Regions from separate parts of the Mus musculus genome. Here regions 2, 3 and 4 are each linked to region 1. A link is a contact called in public Hi-C, HiChIP or PLAC-seq and Micro-C data. All regions are on one chromosome and are shown on one strand. Each heading gives the region's core, a stretch centred on a gene start, on an enhancer-like site or on the middle of the called end of the contact. The rest is flanking DNA. Distances are from core to core; before and after follow the strand shown. Region 1 holds the start of Sub1 (SUB1 homolog, transcriptional regulator). Region 2 overlaps Mtmr12 (myotubularin related protein 12). Region 3 overlaps Zfr (zinc finger RNA binding protein). Region 4 overlaps Zfr (zinc finger RNA binding protein).

Region 1 (3,216 bases), core at 531-3,030:
GACCAGCTCCAACATAAACAGCTTGCCCATGTAAGCATAATACCTAATTAATTTTGCCCTTATAAATCATCTTTTACATGTTCTGTATACACTAGTTTTTACTTTGTGGCCACACTATCAAAACAACAGGCAACAATCGGAGTTCACAATGTTATACACAATTCACAATAATTTTGCACTGATTTTCTACTTAGGGAAATATATAAAATGTGAAGGCTTTATGTGCAAGGCAAAACTCACCAGACAGGCACACAGTGCAGAGCCTGCTGTTTATTTACTGCATAAAACAAAGGGCAGACAACTCGTCTAACCCACATTTCAAGAAGTCCTTAGGCAGGTCCTAACTACTTTTCAAGATACTTACACCAAATGGTAAAACCAGGTAGCAAAAGCTATTTACCAAACTATCTTCTGCTCTCTCCATCTAAATAAACTTACTAACTTCTACATGGCTTAAAGGTCCTAAAAAACACAAGATTCTGTAAATGCTCAAGAAAGATACATCAATTCCTACCTCCTACATCAAAAAAATTATAACCCAGCTCTCTAAAGACCAAACTGGCATTCAATGTGCAAAATAGGAGGTCAAGGCAAAAGTGAGCTACCCAAATCCTGCCCACGACTCTACACAACTGGCCAGTCCGTTAGAGGTAATACCTAAACTCAGGAGGGAGAAGGCTCCTAACCAGTCCCTTCGCTTTTCCTCTTACTGCTCCATTTCACAACCCGACCTCCAAAATCAAGTTTCCCAAGCTAGCTCGGTCACACAACTACACAAAGCCTGTTTTTTGAGAGGGAATTGCACATAAACAAATCTTTCGCTTGCAAACAGCCAGCCATATCTATCTCCCATTACGAAAAGCTGTCTGGGGAACTAAAATTACTTCAAAGAACCACGTCATTATCTAACCTAAATCTACCCAATAAGAAAACAATGTTTGTTACTGGGAACTAAAGCCAGCCCCGTTCCCTACACTTGGACTTTTAACTTTAATGAGGCTTTACTGGGGTGGTTTCTTGGAGGCCGGGGGGCGGGGGGCTTCGTAATTCGAGCAAAAGGTAACTAAAAGGGGTGACCGTAGTTTATAGACCGACCAGTCGGTGCCCGGGGCTGGGGAATACTGAAAACATCCCAGAGTGCGAGGCTCTCGAGGGCGAGCCGGCGCGTGGCACCGTGGGGGTCGCGGCCAGGAAGCTCCCGAAAGCCCCGAGGCGAGGGCTGGGGCTACTGCCGGCCTCAGGAAGGGGGCGTGGGGCGTCGAGAGCGTGCACAAGAGGAGGGCCTTGCGCCAGCGCCATTTTCTCCTCGCCCCGGAGCCCAGCCATGTTTGCCGAGCGCGCCCCCCGCCCCTCGACCCCGCGGGGCCAGCGTCCCCCGAGGGTGGGGAAGGGATGGCTTCCCGAGCACGGTGGTCCGGACAGGGGTGGGCGAGCGCAGCCTCAGGGCAGACCGCTAGCGCCTCCGCCCGGAGCCCCATCACCCAGTCCGAGGGGCGCGCGGCCATCACCCGCCGTTCGCCTGCCTGCCCGCGCCCACCGCCTCGGCTCGGCTCCCCAGAGCGGCCGCCACACGAGGCCCCGCGGGGACGCGGGCAAGAGCGGAGGCCCTTCCCCCGAGCTGCCGTTTTTCTCCCCACCGGCAAGGAGAGCGAAGGGGGCCGCGGTAGCCTGGGGTCGGCCTGGCCGCAGCCCCGAGGAATGGGCCCGGGGTCCCACGCACTCACGCTCCGCTCCGGCCGACCAAAAACCTCTGCCTCGCTCGCTCGCCTACTCCGGACTGACAGAGAGCCGGAAATGACGGCAGCTTAGAGGCCCTGGCTCCGCCCAATGGCACGAAGGCCACGTGAAGGGGGCGTGGCCTCGCCGCCCAACCGCCAGCCGGCCCTTTCCAGGGCCTTAAAGGGGCCGCCACAGATACTGAAGTAAATGCTCCTGAAAGAGGGAGATGGCACCACAGTGAGATGCCACGCAGCTTGGGCCTGATCTGAAGGAGAATGAGATGTCAATGAAACATAAATGACAAGATCCACGGAGCTTTGCGCTTGCAAATAGCTTGTATATGGTACCGCTCTATAAATGCTGTACTGAAATGATGGGAGCTACTCTGAGAAAAAACAATGTGCTGACCCACTTGCCTACAGATGATTTTCCGTTTCTACCTTTAAGATCTGACTCATGCTGCTAAAATCCAAAGGAAGCAAGCCTGCGAGGCGCACTATTTAATTCAGAAAGTCAAAGAAATCTTACAAATGTCCTTAGCCACGAAACCTTTATTCTTAAAATGGAGTTCTGGGGCTCCAAAGTAATTGTGGTTTGAATATAAAATCTCCCTGTGGGCTCATTCATTGGGGATCTGGTTTTCAACTGATGACCTTTTCAGAAGAGCCTGGATCCTGAGAGCTGTGCCTTAATCAGTGAATTAATGCTCTGATAGTCATAATATGACAGCATTATTACGAGGTGGTGAAAAGTAAGGATGTGTCCTTTGGGGGCTACATTTTTCCCTGGCCCCTTTTGTGTTCCCTTTCCGCAGCATCCTCCTCTGCAGGTTACCATGGACTTGGTGTTCCGCCTCACTACCAGCCTAGAATACAGGAGCTAAGTACTGGAGACAGAAACCGGGAGGCATACTGAATCGCCATACCTTTGTCTAAACACGGATCCAAAGTCTCGCGGAGGAAATCCACTCCACCATCACAAATAACCACAAGCAGGTGGCTTAGAATGTGTACTGGATGGTTTCCTCCTGTAGCCAACAACAAACAGAGTTCTGTTCATCACAAAGGTTTACATACAGCATTTGACAGATAGTGATCATCCTAACAGGTTCAAGAGTTGAAATGATCGTTGTCTTCACATTTAACAGCTGCAAAAATTAATAAGTGATTCAAACCTTGTATTGAATGGAACTACTACCTACTAAGGGTAGTAGGGAAGTGCCCCAGCGCATCCCTACTGAATGCGGGAGTCCAACTAGAGCAACACCGTCATCAAAATAAAGTGAGAGAGGAGTCTTTGTGTATGAAGCTCTAAACAAGGGTGTACTGGCTAGTTTTGTGTCAACTTGACACAGCTGGAGTTATCACAGAGAAAGGAGCTTCAGTTGAGGAAATGCCTCCATGAGATCCAACTGTAAGGCATTTTCTCAATTAGTGATCAAGGGGGAAAGGCCCCTTGTGGGTGGGACAATCTCTGGACTGGTAGTCTTGGTTCTAT
Region 2 (3,216 bases), core at 474-2,973, 230 kb after region 1:
CTCCTGCTCCCACCTCCTGAGTGCAGGGGTTACTGGCATGTTCTACCACAGCCTGTGGTACACATGCAGGCACATGTGCATGTGTGTGCCTGTGGAAGCCACAAATTGACACTGGGTGTCTTCTTCGTTGTCGTCGTTTTCTTTTTCTTTGCCTTCGTCTTTGTCTTCTCTCTCTCTCTCTCTCTCTCTCTCTCTCTCTCTAAGATTTATTTATTATAGCCAGGAGTGGTGGTGCACACCTTTAATCCCAGCACTCGGGAGGCAGAGGCAGGTGAATTTCTGAGTTTGAGGGCAGCCTGGTCTACAGAGTGAGTTCCAGGACAGCAAGGGATACACAGAGAAACCATGTCTCAAAAAACCAAAAAATAAAAAAAAGATTTATTTATTATATGTAAGTAAGTACACTGTAGCTGTCTTCAGACACACCAGAAGAGGGCGTCAGTTCTCGTTACAGATGGCTGTGAGCTACCATGTGGTTGCTGGGAATTGAACTCAGGACCTTTGGAAGAGCAGTCAGTGCTCTTAACCGCTGAGCCATCTCTCCAGCCCCACTGGGTGTCTTCTTTAGTTGTCTTTCATGTTATTTTTTTGAGACCGCCTTACTGAGCCCAGGCTTACATGTCTGGGTAGACTGGCTAGCCAGTAAGCCTCAGGGATCCTCCCATCTCTCCTCAGCACTGGGATTGCAGGTGCGTGTGTGCTGCAGAAGGGCCGCCGCGTCCTCATGCCTGTGCTGTAAGCACTTTACCAAAGGAGTCGTCTCTCCACATTCTCTTTTTGCTTGTTTGTTTGGTTTGGTTTTTGATGTGGGGATTAAATCTAGGGCTTTATGCATGTTAAACCACAGCTCCAGCGCCCTGAACATGTATTTTAAAAGTACCTCGTTAAAGGCTAGTTACTGGATAAATGTATTTGCTACCAAGCCTAAAGACCTGTTTGATCATTGGAACTTATATGGTGGGAAGAGAAATCCAGCCTCCAGCCGTTGTCCTCTGACCTACACACTCCCACTGTGCTTGTGCTTGTGTGTATACACACTCGATAAAGAACTGTAAAATCAATAGCTTGTTAACTAAAAGTTCCAGAGTGTATGTCATAGTTTGATGTGTATTCTGAAAGCATGCCTTCATTGTTATTTTGAGCCCTTAAAGAAAGAAAATCTTTTGCTCTGGTATTTATTTGTTTACTTATTTATTTTTAGGAAATTCACACAGATGAAAAGGAAGTAACAGAGAAGGAAGTCACTCTTCACTTGTTGCCAGGTAACGGCCATGTTATCAAGTCTCACATATAGCTTGAGGCCAGAGATAGATGACATCATCCCTAGTGTTGCTATATATAAACGCCTTTGTTTTCATCCTCTTGCACATAACAGTAATGATGTATCGTAACCAAGATGTCAAGGTCTTCAGTAGCTACACACCTGGCTCTGGGGTTACAGCATTTGGAAAGAATTTTCCTTGTTTCCCTTTCCTCCAACCTGATGGTAATAATGGGAAATTCTCACTCCTTTCACAATGCAGTGGGGCCTTTTTGGCATCATGCGTTTTTTTCCTGGTCTCCAATGCAGAACGTCCCATGCCCTGGGAGGATCCCATGGCCTGCATGCTCTCTTGCTGCTCTCAGAGATCACAGCTGGCTGGGGCTCCCAGCACGGGGCAGGGGCGGGGAAGCGCACCTGTGTGTCTGCTGGTGGAGTTCAGCACGGGCACCCGAGATGTTGAGGCACCGGGGCTTTGCTCTGAGTCATTCATTATGAAGGAGCCTGGATTGGTTGACTGTTTTTGAGACAGAGGAGAGTGGCTAACGCTCATATGAAATTTTAATTGCTTCTGAGTTCAAGAACAGAGACTTCTGGATGGTGTAGCTCCCTCTTATGTGGAAAGTCTTGCCTCTGGTATACTTTGTCCCATTTTTTTCCCAGTCCAAAATCATTTCTTTTTCTAAGTGTTTTGTTTATTTTGAAACTAGGTTTGGAATTTCGCAGGCTGGCTTGGGATTTGTGGCCCTCCTGCCTCTGCCTCCAGAATACTGGGTTCACAGGTGTGCATGCTGTCCTTGTTTTTCTTGTAATGTGTATTTTTCTGTAACAAGGATGCCTGACTTTTCTTTTAGACATTTAAATCATGGTTTAAAATTTCAAAGGCCTTTTTCTTTAATGATGGTCTCAACTTTTATTCATCTCTCCTAAGGTTTTTCCCCCTCCTTGGAATTATAGATTCTGAAATTAACCTCTATTTTTGACTTGATGTTAAGTATATTTTTCCACCTTATAGCAGCCTCTTATAAGACAGGTAACTTCCCAGTCCCTTAGCCTAAAAAGCCTTTCAGACCCCAGCTGCGTGTCGGTGTCTGGTCTGGACAAGGTGGTCAGACAGCAAGTGCTGCATGCCGTGTTGCAGAAGGTCTCAGCAGATGTGCTGTGGTAGCCGCTGCACACTGGTTCCCCAGCTCCAGTGTGTGACTGTAAGATGAGGCACAAGAAGCCTTATCCACTTACCTTTCACCTTGACCATAACTAAGGTACTTTTCCTGGGACTGTCTTAAGCCCCAAACCGGCCCCAACTTGATTGTTTTCTTCAAACACTGGTCTCTCTGGAGGCTGACCGAATAACAGCGCCATCTTCAGGGGTTTCCACAGTGCTTGAGCTGCAGATACCGCCTGCTTGAATGCAAAGAGGAAAGAGTCTGAGAGGCTGAAAGCTTAGTCTTCATCTTCTTTTTGAAAGCTAGATTAAATGAATTTTTAGCCAACAAGTGAATTCAAAAGTGAAGAAAGCCAGAGGGAGATCCCGTGGGAATGATGGTTGTCTGCTGGGTGACAAGAAAATTCCTTTGTTTTTGTTGTAAAGTTTTCTCTCCACTTCTGCATGTCCTTTCCTATCCTTACGCAAACACCAGCAGAATTTCTCTGCTTCCATGGAGCAGAGGCTGCTCTCAGCCCTAGTGTGTTTTGGCTGTAGAGTCTGTCTTCAGGAGCTGTAGTTTCTCCTGTGGGTGGGTGCCTACAGGTGGAGCACGGGAGGGTCTCAATGGAAGGTGGCCCATTGAGAGGAAACACTGAACGAGGAGAGTCACTCCCCACCCCACCTCACCCCATGGCTGCCTTTTCCCTCTCATCCTCAATACCTGAGACATGGGCGCTCAGGCTTCAGCATCCCCAGCCGTCCAAGAAAGCTCCCCGGGAGCGTACACAGAGGAATGGCACAGCTGGAA
Region 3 (3,216 bases), core at 447-2,946, 190 kb after region 1:
GGTGATCTTAGTCGAGCTTGGGCTGCTGAGTGAGACCACGTCTCAGAGTTAGGAACAGCCTGGAGTGAAGGCTCATACCTGCAGTCCACTTCACAAGACTCTGAAGCAAGCTGCTAAGATCAAAGCATTCGTGAGTTGTATAATGAGTTCTAGGTTAGCTTTGGGGTGCAAAGTGAGATCCTCAATTTAAAAAGAACACAGAATTAAAATATTAGTGAAATGTTGGCCTGCTCAAACTCCTAGAATCAGTATTCTTTAGGTATTAGCCTGATATTTCTCATTTTTAGGTACAAATCTTAAAAAAAAGTTTTCTGATCCTACTGCCTTGAGTTTACTTGTTAGCTTCTTTTCAGATGAATTTTCTCTGTATTTCTGTTTGTCCTGGAGCTCACTGTATAGACTAAACTGACCTCAAACTCTACAAATCCTCCTATCTCTGCTATCCCATAGGCCAGCAAGTTTTTTTGTTTGGTTGGTGTTTTGTTTTGTTTTGTTTTGTTTGTTTTGTTTTATTGAGGTGGTACTACTATTTTGCCCAGAGTGGACTCTCAATCAACTCATGTGCTTAAATAATTCTACTTCATCCTCCAAAGAGATGATATGAGAGACATGAAAACCGATGCTTTTATTTAATTTGAATATTGTAAAAACTACTGTTTAACGTGTGTGTGTGTGTGTGTGTGTGTGTGTGTGTGTGTGTGTGTGTGTGTGTGTGTGTGTGTAAGAGTGGGGGTTGGGGGGAAGAATTGGACCAACTTAGAGAAGTCAGTTCTTTCTGCCTCGAAGGTTCCACATGGTGTTGTCTGCTGTGGAGGCCCCATCCAGCTCCTCAGCTAGAGCTCTTTACCAACTGAGCCACCTCACTGACTGGCTCGATACCTTAATTTATCAGAGCTTCATAATCTTTAAAACCTTATTATTCTGATGGTGTTGGAAATGGTCTTTTAGCTGTTGGACATATTTTAATTTTAGGCTATGGAGTTACTGGTGGAGAAGGCAATTAGCAGTGCTTCTAGTCCTCAAAGCCCTGGAGATGCCCTGAGAAGAGTATTTGAGTGCATTTCTTCAGGGATTATTCTCAAAGGTAAGTGTTTTTCTTAAATAAAATTAAGTTTATTTCTTTATTGAATAATAGACCTACTTTCCAAAGTTGATAATGCTACTAACACTTTTTCTCTTTACAATGACTATAGGCAGCCCTGGACTTCTGGACCCTTGTGAAAAGGATCCCTTTGACACTTTGGCAACAATGACTGACCAACAGCGTGAAGACATTACATCCAGTGCACAGGTAATTGAATTCTTGTTGGATTACTGTCTCTAAGGCCTGGGAGTTTTATAATTGTTTCTTTATGTGTAATAATAACCGTACTAGTCATTGTGATACTTATTTGGGAAGTAAGCCTTTAAAGAGGTTATTAAAAAGATTTACTGATTCCCACACCGGAAGTTGCTCTTCTAGCCGTGAAAGAAGGACGGCGTGGTCTTCAGTTTGCTATGTCCACTAACAATATGTCCGACCCACGAAGGCCCACCAAAGTGCTGAGGTATAAGCCTCCCCCGAGTGAGTGCAACCCAGCTTTAGACGACCCGACTCCGGACTACATGAATCTTCTTGGCATGATCTTCAGCATGTGTGGCCTCATGCTTAAGCTGAAGTGGTGTGCTTGGGTTGCTATCTACTGCTCCTTTATCAGCTTTGCCAACTCGCGGAGCTCGGAGGACACTAAGCAGATGATGAGTAGCTTCATGCTCTCTATCTCGGCTGTGGTGATGTCCTATCTGCAGAATCCTCAGCCCATGACGCCTCCCTGGTGATGCCACCTAGGAGGGTTGGATCCTGGACTCAGGCCCACCTTCTCTCTGGCCTAACCTTTGGCTGCCTCCGCCCTCCCTCAGCTGCTGTCCTAAACTTTCCTGAGTGTGGTCTCTGGGCTCCCAGCTGAATGGAAGGAAGTTGGCCCTTTCTTTGGGGCCCTGCTTCTGCTTTGACAAAGAGATAAACCTGCAGACTTCCCTTTTACCTTCTCCCCCCCCTCCCCGCCTCCAACCCAGCCACTGTTATGAGAAACACTGTTCATGTTTCTACGTAGTCACTTGTTTTCTTATTGAAACCAGTTGATATAAAACTTTCCGCTCTGAAAAAGATTTACTGCCGGGTGGTGGTGGCACAGGCCTCAGGAAGCATAGGCAGGCAGACTTCTGAGTTCCAGGATAGCCAAGGCTACACTGAAAAACCCTATCTGGAAAAAAAACAAAACAAAAAAGATACACCTTGCCAGAGATGGTGGAACACACTCACTTAATCCCAATGCTCAGGAGATCCAGGCAAGTAGGTTTAGGGCATACCGGGGCTAAACAATGAAATCCTGTCTCTAAAATCAAACAGAAAAGATTTACCTTAAACTAGAATTCACTGATAAGATTTTAAATATTTACTTATGTGGATGAATCTGATTGTTGTATAATTTTGTGTTTGTCTTTATACACCATGAAAAAAACATTAAACACCTCATTAATTACCTAATCAAGGAAACACTTACAAAGCTAATCTCTTCTTCCCTAGTCACTCTACCCCCAAGATCCTTACGGGAGTACAGATACATGTAGCTCAGTGGTAATGTCTTGCCTAACATACACAAAGTACCCACTTCCCCAGGTTTGTCCCAGCACTGCAGAAATAAACATTAAGTATTGATAGTGTCAATTCTAAGATTAAGGCTAGAGAGACGGCTTGATGTTTAAGAGCATTTGCTATCCCTGCAGAGGACCCAGGTTTGCTTCTGAGCATCTGCATGGCAACCCACATCTATTCATAACCATTTCTAGGGGATCCAACATTCTCTTTTGGCTTCCTTTGGCGCCAGGCAGGCACTCATACATACACACACAGATATCTTTTTGTAACATTCTAAAATTTCAGGAATAATTTGTGTGAATCCTCTAATTATATTGCTACTAATTAATATCCACTTATATGGCAGAATTCTCTAATGAACCACATTAGAAATGCATCCAAACCAAGATAGCATGTGGCTCAGTGACAATCTTGTCTAGATAATTAAAGACCCTGGATGGTATACCCTGACACTGCCTGCAAAATTAGGGAAAGGTGTTACAGGGATTATAACTGAGTAAAGTCTGAACACAGTAGTACAGGAAGCTACAACTCTGTAGTGGAAGCTACCATTTATCATTAGGTTAGGAAATCTCTAG
Region 4 (3,216 bases), core at 427-2,926, 140 kb after region 1:
CCAACGCTGCAGAGTAAGCCAAAAAAAAAAGAATAAAATTTTAAAGAACGTCATATCCATAAGAAATGAAATGTTAGTTTTAGACAGATTTTCCACTGTAAAAATATGAGCTTATCTTTCCTTTTCTGTAATTGCCATATATGTAGAAGTGTTAGCTAGTTTTGTATTAAAATATGAGAGCTTCATCCAATTAAAATTTGATTTTCTTTGGACTCTAAGTTTTTTGTTTGTTTTTTGTTTTCTTTTTCATATTGGACTGAAATCTGGCACCCTTTAACTTCCATCTGTTGGTTCTAGTTCTGTTCTCTGGAGCAGCATGGAGTAAGTGTCTTCTTTTAGAAGGCAGCTATCACCTTTTCTAGACTCTTCCATTTTGATAAGAAATAAAATCCTTATCTGTAAGATTCATATTCCCTTTGATCACATCTTAGTAGTTCAGGTTAAATATGGTGGCTCAAATACTTGTGCTTCCTCTGCTGCCGTGCACCTCAGTCTAGGCTACGGTGTGCTTTTTTATAACCCATGGGTCATTCTTGTCATTTATTGGTGCTGTGTCAGCAGTTCACACCCCCAGCTATTCTTAACTGTTGGCTCATTCTATACCTTGTTGTCAGCCAAGACATTTCAGCTACTGAGCGTCCCTGCTTCTGAGAAGGCATGTGTGCCTTGGTAGTACAGCCTTAGCAAGTGAAGTGATGAGTATGTTGCTCAGAACCTTTAGTGAAAACTAAAGTATGCTAGCTTGTGATAACATCTGTATGACTTATGTTTTATGTAACAAGTAACATTCCAAAAAATTCTAGATGAAAATTCATTTGATCACTGTTTTTGGAAAATGCTTTTACCTTTTGAGGCTTAAATGGGATGACTGCACAGCATCTGCCTTAGAGCCCTTTAATCCTATATTAAATTTTAAAAGAACTTGTGTAGTGAAATGCTATGTGTAAACATGAAGATTTATCATATATTTCACTATAAGTTGTATAAGGTCTTTTTGTTGAGTTTTTTTAATGTATAGAATAAAATAATGAACTTTATATGTAAAAATGCTTTTTTAAACTCCTAATTTGGTTCAAGTTTTTTACTTCCTAGTGCCTCATCTTTGATACTCTTGCTTTGCAGTGTGATTCATAATCTGAAATATAATATATTTGAATATACATTGTGATTAAGGAATGAAAATGTAAAAAACAATAACAAATAACAGTATTGACTCGGAAGTATTGAGTTCACATACTTTGCCTTCTGTAGTCAGTAATTATATTACTTGAAAAATATGGTTTTTAATTGATCATTTTAAGATGATTCTTTGATTCTTAAAAATTAAATCATATTTCTGTGTTTTTTGAATTGATAAATAATTTTAAGGTGACTGCTTGATTTTAAAATTAAATTATTGTATTTATTCTTCTACTTCACACTATAGCCAGCAGCCAGCTTCGGGTGTAGCCTATTCCCATCCAACTACAGTTGCTAGCTACACTGTCCATCAGGCTCCAGTAGCTGCTCACACAGTTACTGCTGCTTACGCACCAGCAGCCGCCACAGTTGCAGTTGCCAGGCCTGCTCCAGTTGCTGTTGCAGCTGCTGCAACAGCTGCTGCATATGGAGGCTACCCCACTGCACACACAGCAACCGACTATGGTTACACCCAGAGGCAACAAGAAGCACCACCACCACCACCCCCAGCTACTACACAGAACTACCAGGTAAAAACCAAAACCAAAACCGCTGAGTTCAGTAGCCTTAACACATGCATCTAATGGGTTCGGTATGATAGAAGGCCAAAGCCAGTACTTGTAAATGTACTTGCAGTGATGGAGAAAATTTCTTTGCAGTGAATTTTATATAAGTTCTCCTTTGCTAGTTTTACCCTACTATACACATTTATATGTGTTTGTTTAGTTTTTTAAAAAGTTTTACACAAATCATAGATAAAATACTTTCATTTTACCCTGTTTTTGGAAAAAAGAAACTATACAGGGACTATGTTCTTTGTTTATACAAGTGGGCACTACTTGTCCATCAGAGACAGAGTAGTTTGAAGCTCCTGGATGTAAGAAAAATTAAATATATAGTATGTTTTCTTTTGTTTCTTTTTGGGTTTTTTGTTTTTTGTTTTTGTTTTGTTTTTTTTTTGGTTTTTTCGAGACAGGGTTTCTCTGTGTAGCCCTGGCTGTCCTGGAACTCACTGTAGACCAGGCGGGCCTCGAACTCAGAAATCCACCTGCCTCTACTTCCCAAGTGCTGGGATTAAAGGCGTGCGTCACCACGCCCGGCTATGTTTTCTTTTTGAAACATCGAATTTTCTGGTCCTCTTGCTGATACTTTTATGCTATATCGCATGATCCCATGGAAATTCTTTCTCCAATGCTATAGGATTCATTTTTAAAGACAACAGTGCAATTTTGAGTAATATAGGTTGTTCAATTCAGTAATTGGAATGTTTTGAAGTTCTGATTAAAGTCAAACATAACTGCTTGAAGTGCTTTTGATTTGTAAAAGTTTTTAGTTATATTTGTATTAAAACTTGATTGTATTATTTAGTTTATATTATTAATACTGTTTATTATAAATTAATAATTGGGGGCTGGAGAGATGGCTCAGCGGTTAAGAACACTGACTACTCTTCCAAAGGTCCTGAGTTCAAATCCCAGCAACCACATGGTGGCTCACAACCACCCATAATGAGATCCAATGCCCTCTTCTGGTGTATCTGAAGACAGCTATAGTGTACTTGCATGTAATAAATAAATAAATCTTTTCTTAAAAATTAATTAATTAATAATTGATTAGTTGTATTGAAACTATTATGTTTAGGCTTATATAACTAACTATGTTTTATTTTCCTTTGTTATATTTTTAGACAGTAAGGATTTTTTTTCCTGCCACTTAAGTCAAGCCTTTTTGTTTTTGTTTCATTTCTTCTCTTTAGGACTCATATTCGTATGTAAGATCCACAGCCCCTGCTGTAGCTTATGATAGTAAGCAGTACTACCAACAGCCAACAGCAACTGCTGCTGCTGTAGCTGCTGCTGCCCAGCCTCAGCCTTCTGTTGCTGAAACCTACTATCAGACAGGTGGGCTTTATGAACATACAGTTCTATTATAAGTTATTGGAGTATATGATTTGTGGTAATCTAATGAAGACAAACTGCAAGGTCTGGCTATAATGGTTCTGTCTGTTTCTTTGTTTTTTGACTACTATAATGCCAT

What was found. Hi-C and Micro-C count contacts between places; a contact is called where the count stands out from the background. HiChIP or PLAC-seq counts read pairs in DNA pulled down with a chosen protein or histone mark.
Region 2: a contact with region 1 is called in a FOXA1 HiChIP or PLAC-seq map of pancreatic cancer cells. The contact joins the enhancer-like site here to the promoter of Sub1 in region 1. A contact is called at or near these places in 5 of 39 promoter capture datasets (the 3T3-L1 cell line, the C10 cell line, embryonic stem cells and 2 more), 2 of 484 Hi-C or Micro-C datasets (cerebral cortex and regulatory T cells), 4 of 115 datasets of contacts at active chromatin or transcription factors (double positive thymocytes, effector CD8 T cells, pancreatic cancer cells and 1 more) and 3 of 9 other capture datasets (adipose tissue, liver and pancreatic islet).
Region 3: a Micro-C map of the G1E-ER4 cell line shows a contact between it and region 1, with 2.0 times the contacts expected there. The contact joins the enhancer-like site here to the promoter of Sub1 in region 1. A contact is called at or near these places in 10 of 39 promoter capture datasets (3T3-L1-derived adipocytes, the C10 cell line, the HPC-7 cell line and 6 more), 8 of 484 Hi-C or Micro-C datasets (the AML12 cell line, the G1E-ER4 cell line, embryonic fibroblasts and 4 more), 7 of 115 datasets of contacts at active chromatin or transcription factors (embryonic basal ganglia, embryonic stem cells, epiblast stem cells and 3 more) and 4 of 9 other capture datasets (adipose tissue, embryonic stem cells, liver and 1 more).
Region 4: a Hi-C map of embryonic fibroblasts shows a contact between it and region 1, with 7 times the contacts expected there. The contact joins the enhancer-like site here to the promoter of Sub1 in region 1. A contact is called at or near these places in 12 of 39 promoter capture datasets (the 3T3-L1 cell line, 3T3-L1-derived adipocytes, the C10 cell line and 8 more), 21 of 484 Hi-C or Micro-C datasets (adipose-derived mesenchymal stem cells, cerebellar granule neurons, cerebral cortex and 15 more), 16 of 115 datasets of contacts at active chromatin or transcription factors (the NIH/3T3 cell line, SST interneurons, a beta-TC-6 cell line and 11 more) and 4 of 9 other capture datasets (adipose tissue, liver, macrophages and 1 more).

The regions. Positions count from the first base shown.
Region 1 is chr15:11,994,227-11,997,442 of GRCm38.p6, forward strand. It overlaps Sub1 (SUB1 homolog, transcriptional regulator), which reads right to left and starts at 1,781. Exons shown (of 5, transcript NM_011294.3): 1 at 1,725-1,781.
Region 2 is chr15:12,229,073-12,232,288 of GRCm38.p6, forward strand. It overlaps Mtmr12 (myotubularin related protein 12), which reads left to right. Exons shown (of 16, transcript NM_172958.4): 2 at 1,202-1,262. Among named protein-coding and RNA genes, the nearest start is that of Mtmr12, 26 kb to the left of the region's middle. Within about 2 kb of position 1,724, at least 117 of the 459 cell types and tissues checked have an H3K27ac peak or open chromatin away from gene starts, as enhancers often do. A contact at or near this core is called in adipose tissue, double positive thymocytes, effector CD8 T cells and 4 more, where this site is marked.
Region 3 is chr15:12,179,650-12,182,865 of GRCm38.p6, forward strand. Zfr (zinc finger RNA binding protein) reads left to right here. Exons shown (of 20, transcript NM_011767.2): 18 at 973-1,084; 19 at 1,194-1,291. It also overlaps the pseudogene Gm2573. Among named protein-coding and RNA genes, the nearest start is that of Mir1898, 9.8 kb to the left of the region's middle. Within about 2 kb of position 1,697, at least 22 of the 459 cell types and tissues checked have an H3K27ac peak or open chromatin away from gene starts, as enhancers often do. A contact at or near this core is called in the G1E-ER4 cell line, where this site is marked.
Region 4 is chr15:12,134,970-12,138,185 of GRCm38.p6, forward strand. It overlaps Zfr (zinc finger RNA binding protein), which reads left to right. Exons shown (of 20, transcript NM_011767.2): 3 at 1,427-1,709; 4 at 2,936-3,080. Among named protein-coding and RNA genes, the nearest start is that of Zfr, 19 kb to the left of the region's middle. Within about 2 kb of position 1,677, at least 24 of the 459 cell types and tissues checked have an H3K27ac peak or open chromatin away from gene starts, as enhancers often do. A contact at or near this core is called in cerebellar granule neurons, embryonic fibroblasts and myocytes, where this site is marked.